Linked DNA regions of Sus scrofa: regions 1 and 2 are each linked to region 3. The links are chromatin contacts, called in public Hi-C maps. All regions are on one chromosome and are shown on one strand. The core of a region is the stretch at or near the end of the contact, and the rest is flanking DNA. Distances in the headings are between cores, read along the strand shown.

Region 1 (2,700 bases), core at 180-2,679, 100 kb after region 3:
CCACAAAGCCTTACTTAGACACCCATGTTTCTTTCCCTCTTCCTTTCTTTCCTCTCCTCCGGGGTCTCCTGCATGTCTTGGATTCTTCTGCTGTACCTTCCACCATCTCCTCTCACCTGCCTCCTAGATCCCTACACTGACTGTAAGTCAGAGAAGCCCAGGACAACAGAGCTCGCAAAGGGAGACTGGCTTGGCTGGTGACGGTCAAGGGGGCTGCAGCGGCTCCTGGGCATAGTTGTGATCACAGCAGAAGGAAAAGGAATCCATTCTTCTCTCTGGAAGGCTCAGAACTTCACTAAAGCTGTAAACTTTGGTATCCCACCATCACCCCATCCCTGTCCTTGGACCAACAGCTGGCAAATCTTAAGAACACGTCACAACTTGCCCAGGTTCAAGGCAAAAGCGGATGTTCCTCAGAAATGCCTGGCTCCCAGCCTCCCCACCTCTACCCTCACTTCTCTGCTGTCAAACTCCTTTGAGTTGTTTCAGTTCAAAATGTGAGGATTCCTAGTGTCGGCCAGGCTGGAGGGCAGCAGGTGACCAGCACTGAGACCCCCACTGCCCACAGTGATGCTCAAATCCTTGAATTAATTAAGTCAATTTAGCACGGACTCCGCACCTCAGCACAAACATTAGTTTCTACCCTAAGTGGAGCTCAAACCCAGGAAATACCTAAATATGTTCTCCTGCCCAGCATGGCACATGAATCACTTCCATCATGGAAAAAAAAACAGGCAGGAAAACAACAGTGCGTTGAAACTAGTTATACAACAGGGCCCGCCTGGTCCAAATCCTGGCACTCAGCTAACATGGGACAGCCAGTGGCCTGGTGGAGCTTGATTGCTTATGAGATGAAGAGGCATCATCCATTCCGTTCTCTGTGTGTCTCCCCACCAAATTTCTTTCTCCCGCCACCCCACCCCCCGCCAACCCCGGCCGCATGGGCTGGGGCCCAGGAAGTGAGACACTGCCTCCAGCATCATGCGGCAAAAGCAAAGAACATCTTTGCTGGATGTGGGCTCCTCCTGACCGCCTGGTGCCAGCACCCACATTACCCAAGCTCGGCCCTCAGGACCCCTGGGGTCCCTCCTCACCTCACCTCCTCCCACAGCTGCTCCACTGCCCATGGTCCCTCCCTCCTTCTCTCCTGTGTCTGCCTTGCTTCTTTCACCTGATCAGTAACTCCTCTTTCTAGAGCTCAGATCCAGTCACCATTATCCCACAACAAAAATCCCTCTTTGGCCAATAAAATGTGATGGAAACACTGCATGTCACTCCTGAGCAGAAGCCCCAGGGGCTCACATGGCCGGCCAGGTTCCCAGGCTGCTTCGTGAGCCCTGGTCCCAGTGCGGAGGCCCTGAGACACTGATGTCAGAGCTCCACTCAGCACCAAGGCATCAGGGCACAGCTGCGCTTGGCTCTGGGGAAGCCTCCGCGTCCAGGAGCTTGCTTCCCGCAGCCTGAAGGCATCTGCACTGAGTGATCAGGAGGTGGGAACAGCCCTGGGTGGTTCCTTTAGAGCTTCCTCAAGCTCACAGCTAGTGCCTGTGCTGATACCATATAATGAGGATTTCGACTGGCCTTTGTCCCAGGTTCCTGGGAGGGAGACTACGTTAAATCCTCAGTATTTCCCAAGTAATAGGAATGTCTTCATTATTCATGCTCCCTGGCCCCGCCTGAGTTTATGCTAACATTAGCTAAGGAGGAGGCTCTCAGGGCCCCCTAGGTAGTTTCAGGATGGGCTGGTCCTGCTGAAAGACCAACGCTGTGATTGATCAGAGGGTTGGGGCTTGAGCTGCTGACATCAGCCCTACCAACCTCCAGGGAGGGTGGAGCCTGGATAAGGACTCCAGTCACATGGCCACTGATTCAGCCCATCCTGCCCTCCTAGGGCAACTCACACTGAAGCTGGCAGGCTTCCTAGCTGGCAAACACATCTATGTGCTGGAAAGGTGCTGTGCCTCTCAGCAGGGTGGAGGGTTCCTTCAGAGCCCACCCAATGAACCTATGCACTAGGCTGCTTCTGACTGTGTCCTTTTTTTTTTAATTTTTTTTATTTATTTATTTTTGCTTTATAGGGCCACACCTGCGGCATATGGAGGTTCCCAGGCTAAGGGTCAAATTAGCTGTCAGCCTACACCACAGCCACAAAAACACAGAATCTGCAAACTACACCGGCAACACCGGATCCTTAACCCACTAAACGAGGCCAGGATGGAACCTGCAATCTCATGGTTCCTAGCTGGATTCGTTTCCACTGCGCCACAAAGGGAACTCCTGACTGTGACCTTTATAATAAAACAGAAGTTATGGCACATTCCAGAGCTCTTTAAATCATCCTAGTGAATTATGAAGCCTGAGGGGATCACGGGAACCTCCTAGGTTTGTGTCTGGGCAGTCTTATTGGGTACCATGCCTTTTAATGTGTGGGTCTGCTCTCACCCCGGGTGGCTGGTGCCAGAACACAGCCATGGGTGGCAGGATTGATATAAAAATAAGTCAGGTGGCGAGGTCCAGCAGGGGGGCAGCCTGGGGATGAAGAGGTGGAGACAGAAAGCTCTGCAGACACAGGGGTATCTCTGGTGAAGACCCAGGCCCCTTCACTCTCTCGCAATCCCATATCCTTGCAGCCAGATGAGAACCTGTTTTTCCAGGAGGCTGGGCTCAGCCTGGCATCAGCGACTGTCTCAGCAAAAGCCA
Region 2 (2,700 bases), core at 107-2,606, 120 kb after region 3:
ACACTCAAGAGGAAAAAGGGGAACAGTTCAAATGAGAGTTGTCCCTAAGATGTGAATGACCTTTCAGATTGAAAAGTCTCAAAGGCAAGTAGACTGTGTTCCCACGGTCTGAATTCAAAACACAAAAGACCAGAAATGAGATCTGATCCTTGACTAAAAATAAAACAACAGTAAAAAAACATACAGAGATGGACAGGAAATGTTAACGGAAAGAGTATTTGCACCTTTTCTTGTGCCAGGCACTGTTCCAGAGCTCTGCACTATCTGATTTACCCATCATCATGCTCCTAAAGATGACATAATTATTAGTCAATTTAGCAGATGCTGGAGGTGGGGCACAGGGGTGGGGAGTAACTTGCAAGAGGCCACATCACCAGAAAGGCACAGACAGAAGAGAAACAGCCAGCAAGGGCCATGGGGACAGAGCAACTGCTTAGGGAACAGATTCTCTGGGTGTGCAGAGACATGACCCCACCCTGAATATGCAGGGACACGACCCTATCCTGAGTGTGCAGGGATGGGGACCTCACCCTGAGTATGCAGGGATATGACCTCACCCTGAGTGTGCAGGGACAGGGACCCCACCCTGGGCATGCAAGGACAGGGATGCTAGAGTGGCAGGTGCTTTTATGTCTACTGCTCCTTTCTATTCTTCTTCCCTTTGTGACTGAAAACCAACCAACCAAGGAAGTGTTTGTGGGTCCACAGTGAGGTGACCCCTGTCCCCATGGCAGAGAGGAAGCACCACCCAACCTCCTGGAAGGGATCCTACCCCTGCACCGGGGCACCCGAGGTGACTTTACTGCACTCAGGTCCCTCTGGGCATTTGTACCGAGATGTAGAGACATCTGAATCTCCCTCACAGATCTGAGTCTCTGCCAGGTCTTCTTTGCCATCTTGTTTTCTAAAAGAAACGAGGTTGTCCTTACCTGCCCAGCAGGAGAAGTAAATGAGCTCAGGGACAAAGTTCACCCTGGCTGAGCCTGTGTGACGCCTGACTCTTCCATAAAACACAAATCTGCTGGCGCAAGGAACAGAAGAGGACAAAGAGCAGTCACGTCATGGGCTCCTGGCGTCAGCTTTTAGGCGGAGGAGCAGGTGAACCAGGTGGAGGCCAGAGGCCAGGCAAGGAACACAATTAAACCTTGAAACCGACAGTACCCGGGGACCCTCTCCTCCACTCTCAGGGGCAGGACCCAGGGTGACCTTCTGATGTGTCCCCATATCATGCCAGGGCACAGCAGAGATTTGGCAGCTGGCCATAGCACAGCCGTGCCAGGGACAGGCTAGGAACAAAGCACAAAGGAGAAGGAAGGAACAAACCAGTCTTGTCCCCTGTTCAGAGGGCGCCTTTGTGTTTATCCAACACAACAGGATCGTTGCATTAAAGACTCAGCACTACCATCAAAGTCAAACCTCCCAGTCCAGGACCTGGGCGACAGGCTGGGCCAGCCCCGCACCCCCATCGCCGCCCCTGGTCCTGTGGCAGGAAGAAGCCCACTGCCAGGAGCTGCAGGAGGGCGAGTGGCCTGGGCAGTGCCCACCCACTCGAGCAATCAGCGCCTGCCCCTGGTGTAAGCAGAGTGGGCCTCCGGAAACCAGCTGGAAGGGAATTTTGAGGCTGAGCTGTCACTGATTTATGGGGGTCTTTCAGGGCCAGAATGACACCATCCACCCTCAACCTACCTCCTGCTAACTTAGATTCTCAGGGCTTTAAATCATGGTGACAGCCCTGCAGGCACTCAGTGGAGGAGGGGGGACATTTCCCAGGCCAGCACAGGGAGTAGGGGTGGGGCTGGGGAGGGGGGCTGCTCTATGCTCCCCTCCCCCAGTGCTCCAAACCACAACCCACTCCTTCCTCTCAGGCCTCTGCTCAGCAGGGGAGTTCCCTGGTGTCACAGTGGGTTAGGGATCCAGGGTTATCACCCCTGTGGCTTGGGTTGCTGCTTTGGCACAGGTTCCAACCCTGGCCTAGGAACTCACACATGCATGGGTGCGACCAAAAAAAAAAAATTAGCAGAGCAAGGACTCTCTTTTCACTGATTATAAGCTTCCTCAACTGAAAAAAAATTACAGAACCTAGAAAAAAATGATTGACATGACAACTCATACTTAACCTCATATTATTGCTAAGCTTCAAAGCAAACACCTGCCACTGTTGATAGAGTATTTGTTAAAGCATTGGAATGGCTAAGTACTTTTTTTTTTTTTTTTGTCTTTTTAGGGCTACATCCTTGGCATATGGAAGTTCCCAGGCTAGGGGCCAAATTGGAGCTGCAGCTGCCAGCCTTTGCCACAGCCACAGCAATGCCAGATCCAAGCCATGCCTACAACTTACACCACAGCTCATGGCAACACCGGATCCTTAACCTACTGAGTGGGGCCAGAGATCAACCCAAAACCTCATGGATGCAAGTCAGGTCTGTTACCACTGAGCCACAATGGGAGCTCCAAGTACTTTTTAAAAAACAAACTACCACACCACTTAAATCTTGTCTGGCCAGAGGAATTTCCGACCGCCTAAGGCAACTGAGTGTCCATTATTTCCACCCCACCTTTCAATGCCAGACCAAACCTTTTAAGTCTCCTGCCTCTTGCAAAAAAGAAATGAAAACCACAGCACACTGGAAAGACTTTATTTTGAGGGCCCCACAGTAGCTCGCTCTCCACATGGGAGCTAAAGTCAAGAGCACAAAAAAG
Region 3 (2,700 bases), core at 150-2,649:
TATAATGGGTGTGTTCACACTGTTAGGGCCCCCAAGGCCCTGGAGACGTTCTGTGCAAATGGAAGCCTGGATTCAAGCGTGTAGCATCTTGATAGACTCACCTCTGCATTCCACCTACCGCCAAACTTTCAAGTCTGAGTTTATCACTCTGGCTTATTTTAGCTTCCTGGAGCTAGACCCTGAATCCTGACACCACCACTTCCTCGTTTGTAGACCTTGGGCATTTTATTTGATATCTCTGTGCCTCGGATTTTCTTATCCTCTACCCTTAAAATGGCTATCAGTAATGATAAAATGAAAGGAATTAATTCATGCAGAATGCTTACCAGTGTCTGGCATATAAAAAAGGCTCAATGTTTATTAGCTATTGTAATTTTTATTATTGGTTTCGCTATTCATGTTAAAAGTACGTGCCTCTTCTCACACCCCACTGTCAACCCGACGGAGCCTTTGCGGCCCGACTAGGCCCAGAAAGGCTGCCCTGTCTTTCCCCACAGACTGCTGCCTAAATGTAGGAGGAAGCCAGAGAACAAGTCAGAGAAAAATGAAAATTTCCCCCAGGTAATATTAATGTCACCAAATTATACTGAAGCAAATGAAGGAACTGGGGCTCTAAAGAAATCTCTTGGTTCATGGCGTGCCAAAGAGCAGGTCCAACAAGCATTAACAATGGACTTGGCCTTCTTTTGCTCCCAGATGATATAAGAATAGATATAAGAATACATTAGACGAAGAAAAATCACACGCTGGGCTGCAGCGAGACCTTACGATAAGAGTTGCCTGTTAGCCTCGTTCAGACGATACGTCCCCAAGACCCTCACAGCTAGCTTGGAGGCCCGGACTGGGCGGGGAGGAGGGGGCAAGGGCCACGGGGCCAGGAGGAGCTCGGGTCGCCAGCCGCGTGGCCGAAGGAAGCGGCAACGAGCGGGCCGCTCCGCGGTGGCGTCAGTTCCGTGCGTCTGGAGAAGCAGCTCTCGGCCGGTACTCCCGTCCGCGCCGCCCCCAGCGGGTGTCCGGGTCCTCACCGCGGGTGCCACGGGCCCTCGGCCTGAGGCTGCAGCCCCGCCCCCGCACGCTCGGCTCCCGCACGGGTGCAGGGGCCGGGCGCGCAGGCTGGGGGCGCTGTGGGCCCGGCGCGGGGACCGAGTGGCCGGCGGCCCCGCCTCCTCCCTTGGCGCCCGCCCCCGCGCGCAGTGTCGCCAGGCAGCCGGGAGGAGACATCGCGCCCGGGCTCCGCGCCGCTCGGCCCGCAGTCCTCGGCCGCGGAGCGGAGCCGGCGCCGCCCGAGTCCCAGCCCCGCAGCGACCCGCCCGGCCGCCTTTGTCTGGAGCCGCGCGGCCCGGAGCTGCGGCTCTCGCTCCAGTCGGTGACAGCTCCTCCGGCGGCGGGAGCGGGCCGATGCCCCCGCAGCAGGGGGACCCAGCGTTCCCGGGCCGCTGCGAAGCGCCGCCCGTGCCGCCCCGCCGGGAGCGCGGGGGGCGCGGGGCGCGCGGGCCCGGGGTGCCGGGGGGCCGAGGGCGCCCGGGCGGCAGCGAGGGGCGCGGCGTCAAGTGCGTGCTGGTCGGCGACGGCGCGGTGGGCAAGACGAGTCTGGTGGTGAGCTACACCACCAACGGCTACCCCACCGAGTACATCCCTACCGCCTTTGACAACTTCTCGGGTGAGCGGGGCGGGGGGGCATGGGCGGCGCGGGGCCGGCCCAGAGAGGAAGCGGACGATTCCCGAGCTTCGGTGCCGGGACCGCGCGGGGCAAACGGCGGGACCGCGGGGAAGCCGGAACCCGAACCCGGAGCCCGAACCCGGGCACGAGGACTGGAGGGCGCCTCGCCATTTAGGAGCAGAAGGCGGGACCTCACAGGTCGCGCCCAGGTGGCCTGGTCAGTTTCCTGCGGCTAGAAGTTGCGTCAGGTCGATGTTGCTGGCGCTGCTGCAGTTTCGATCAGAAGGTGACGCGCAGGTGCCATTACCTGTGGCCCTGAGGGTCCATCCTTTTCTGTCAGTGGCTCCCTTACCAGGCAGCGTCGTCACTTTAAAGAGCAGCGGAGACGAAGGAAGAGAATGGATTTGGTGGAAATGGCACTAGGGGTCCTGGAAAGGCTGAGGTTTGGATTAAAGCTGGAGAGTAAACATTTCTCTCCTCAGAACCTCACCCCCACTTCCCTCGCTTCCACCTCCCCGCTTGACTGTGTTTCTGACTATTGGTATCTTTTCGCTATCTAATTAGGCTGCTCGCTTCTCTGTACAGGATGCTATGATACTTGGTTTGGTATCTACGAAGATAAAGGAATCCTTAACACTGGTTTTTCAAGTCTTTATGAAATTTAAGAAAAAGTTAAAATCTACAGACACCAGTCTGAAACACTTTCTCTTGCTCTTAAAAGTTTCCTGATGTTTTAGAAAGTCACAGTGGCAAGGTCTTGCTTTCATCCACCTGGAAGTTCCCCTAAGTAAAAACAGTGCTGTGCTGGTGGGTTTCCCACCTAAATGATATTGTGCTTTTTTTTTTTTTTCTTTCTTTTTTCCCTCCCAACTGACTGGTATAAACATTTATATAAACAATTTAGAAAGTTGCATTGAAAGGAAGCTGAGTGCTTCACTCACATAAAGACCTCAGAGCAGTATCCTGATGCAGGCCCCTCCCCAGTCACCTCTTCCCAGTGGAAAGGTGGCCATGGCTTTCTTTCCTTTTCTCTCTTAATC

The links. A called contact is a pair of places that touch in the nucleus more often than the background predicts.
Region 1: a Hi-C map of embryonic fibroblasts shows a contact between it and region 3, with 2.6 times the contacts expected there. The contact joins the enhancer-like site here to the promoter of RHOU in region 3. A contact is called at or near these places in 11 of 47 Hi-C or Micro-C datasets (adipose tissue, brain, embryonic fibroblasts and 4 more) and 1 of 2 datasets of contacts at active chromatin or transcription factors (skeletal muscle).
Region 2: a Hi-C map of liver shows a contact between it and region 3, with 3 times the contacts expected there. The contact joins the enhancer-like site here to the promoter of RHOU in region 3. A contact is called at or near these places in 2 of 5 promoter capture datasets (fetal skeletal muscle and liver), 25 of 47 Hi-C or Micro-C datasets (adipose tissue, alveolar macrophages, brain and 14 more) and 1 of 2 datasets of contacts at active chromatin or transcription factors (skeletal muscle).

What each region holds. Positions count from the first base shown.
Region 1 is chr14:60,572,165-60,574,864 of Sscrofa11.1, reverse strand. The region is part of intron 2 of LOC102163174 (a long non-coding RNA gene); the gene reads right to left. Among named protein-coding and RNA genes, the nearest start is that of RAB4A, 45 kb to the right of the region's middle. Within about 2 kb of position 1,429, at least 16 of the 83 cell types and tissues checked have an H3K27ac peak or open chromatin away from gene starts, as enhancers often do. A contact at or near this core is called in embryonic fibroblasts, where this site is marked.
Region 2 is chr14:60,555,002-60,557,701 of Sscrofa11.1, reverse strand. All of the region lies in intron 2 of LOC102163174 (a long non-coding RNA gene), which reads right to left. Among named protein-coding and RNA genes, the nearest start is that of RAB4A, 28 kb to the right of the region's middle. Within about 2 kb of position 1,356, at least 31 of the 83 cell types and tissues checked have an H3K27ac peak or open chromatin away from gene starts, as enhancers often do. A contact at or near this core is called in adipose tissue, brain, fetal liver and 1 more, where this site is marked.
Region 3 is chr14:60,676,281-60,678,980 of Sscrofa11.1, reverse strand. It overlaps RHOU (rho-related GTP-binding protein RhoU), which reads left to right and starts at 1,399. Exons shown (of 3, transcript XM_021072737.1): 1 at 1,399-1,660. The coding sequence starts at 1,399.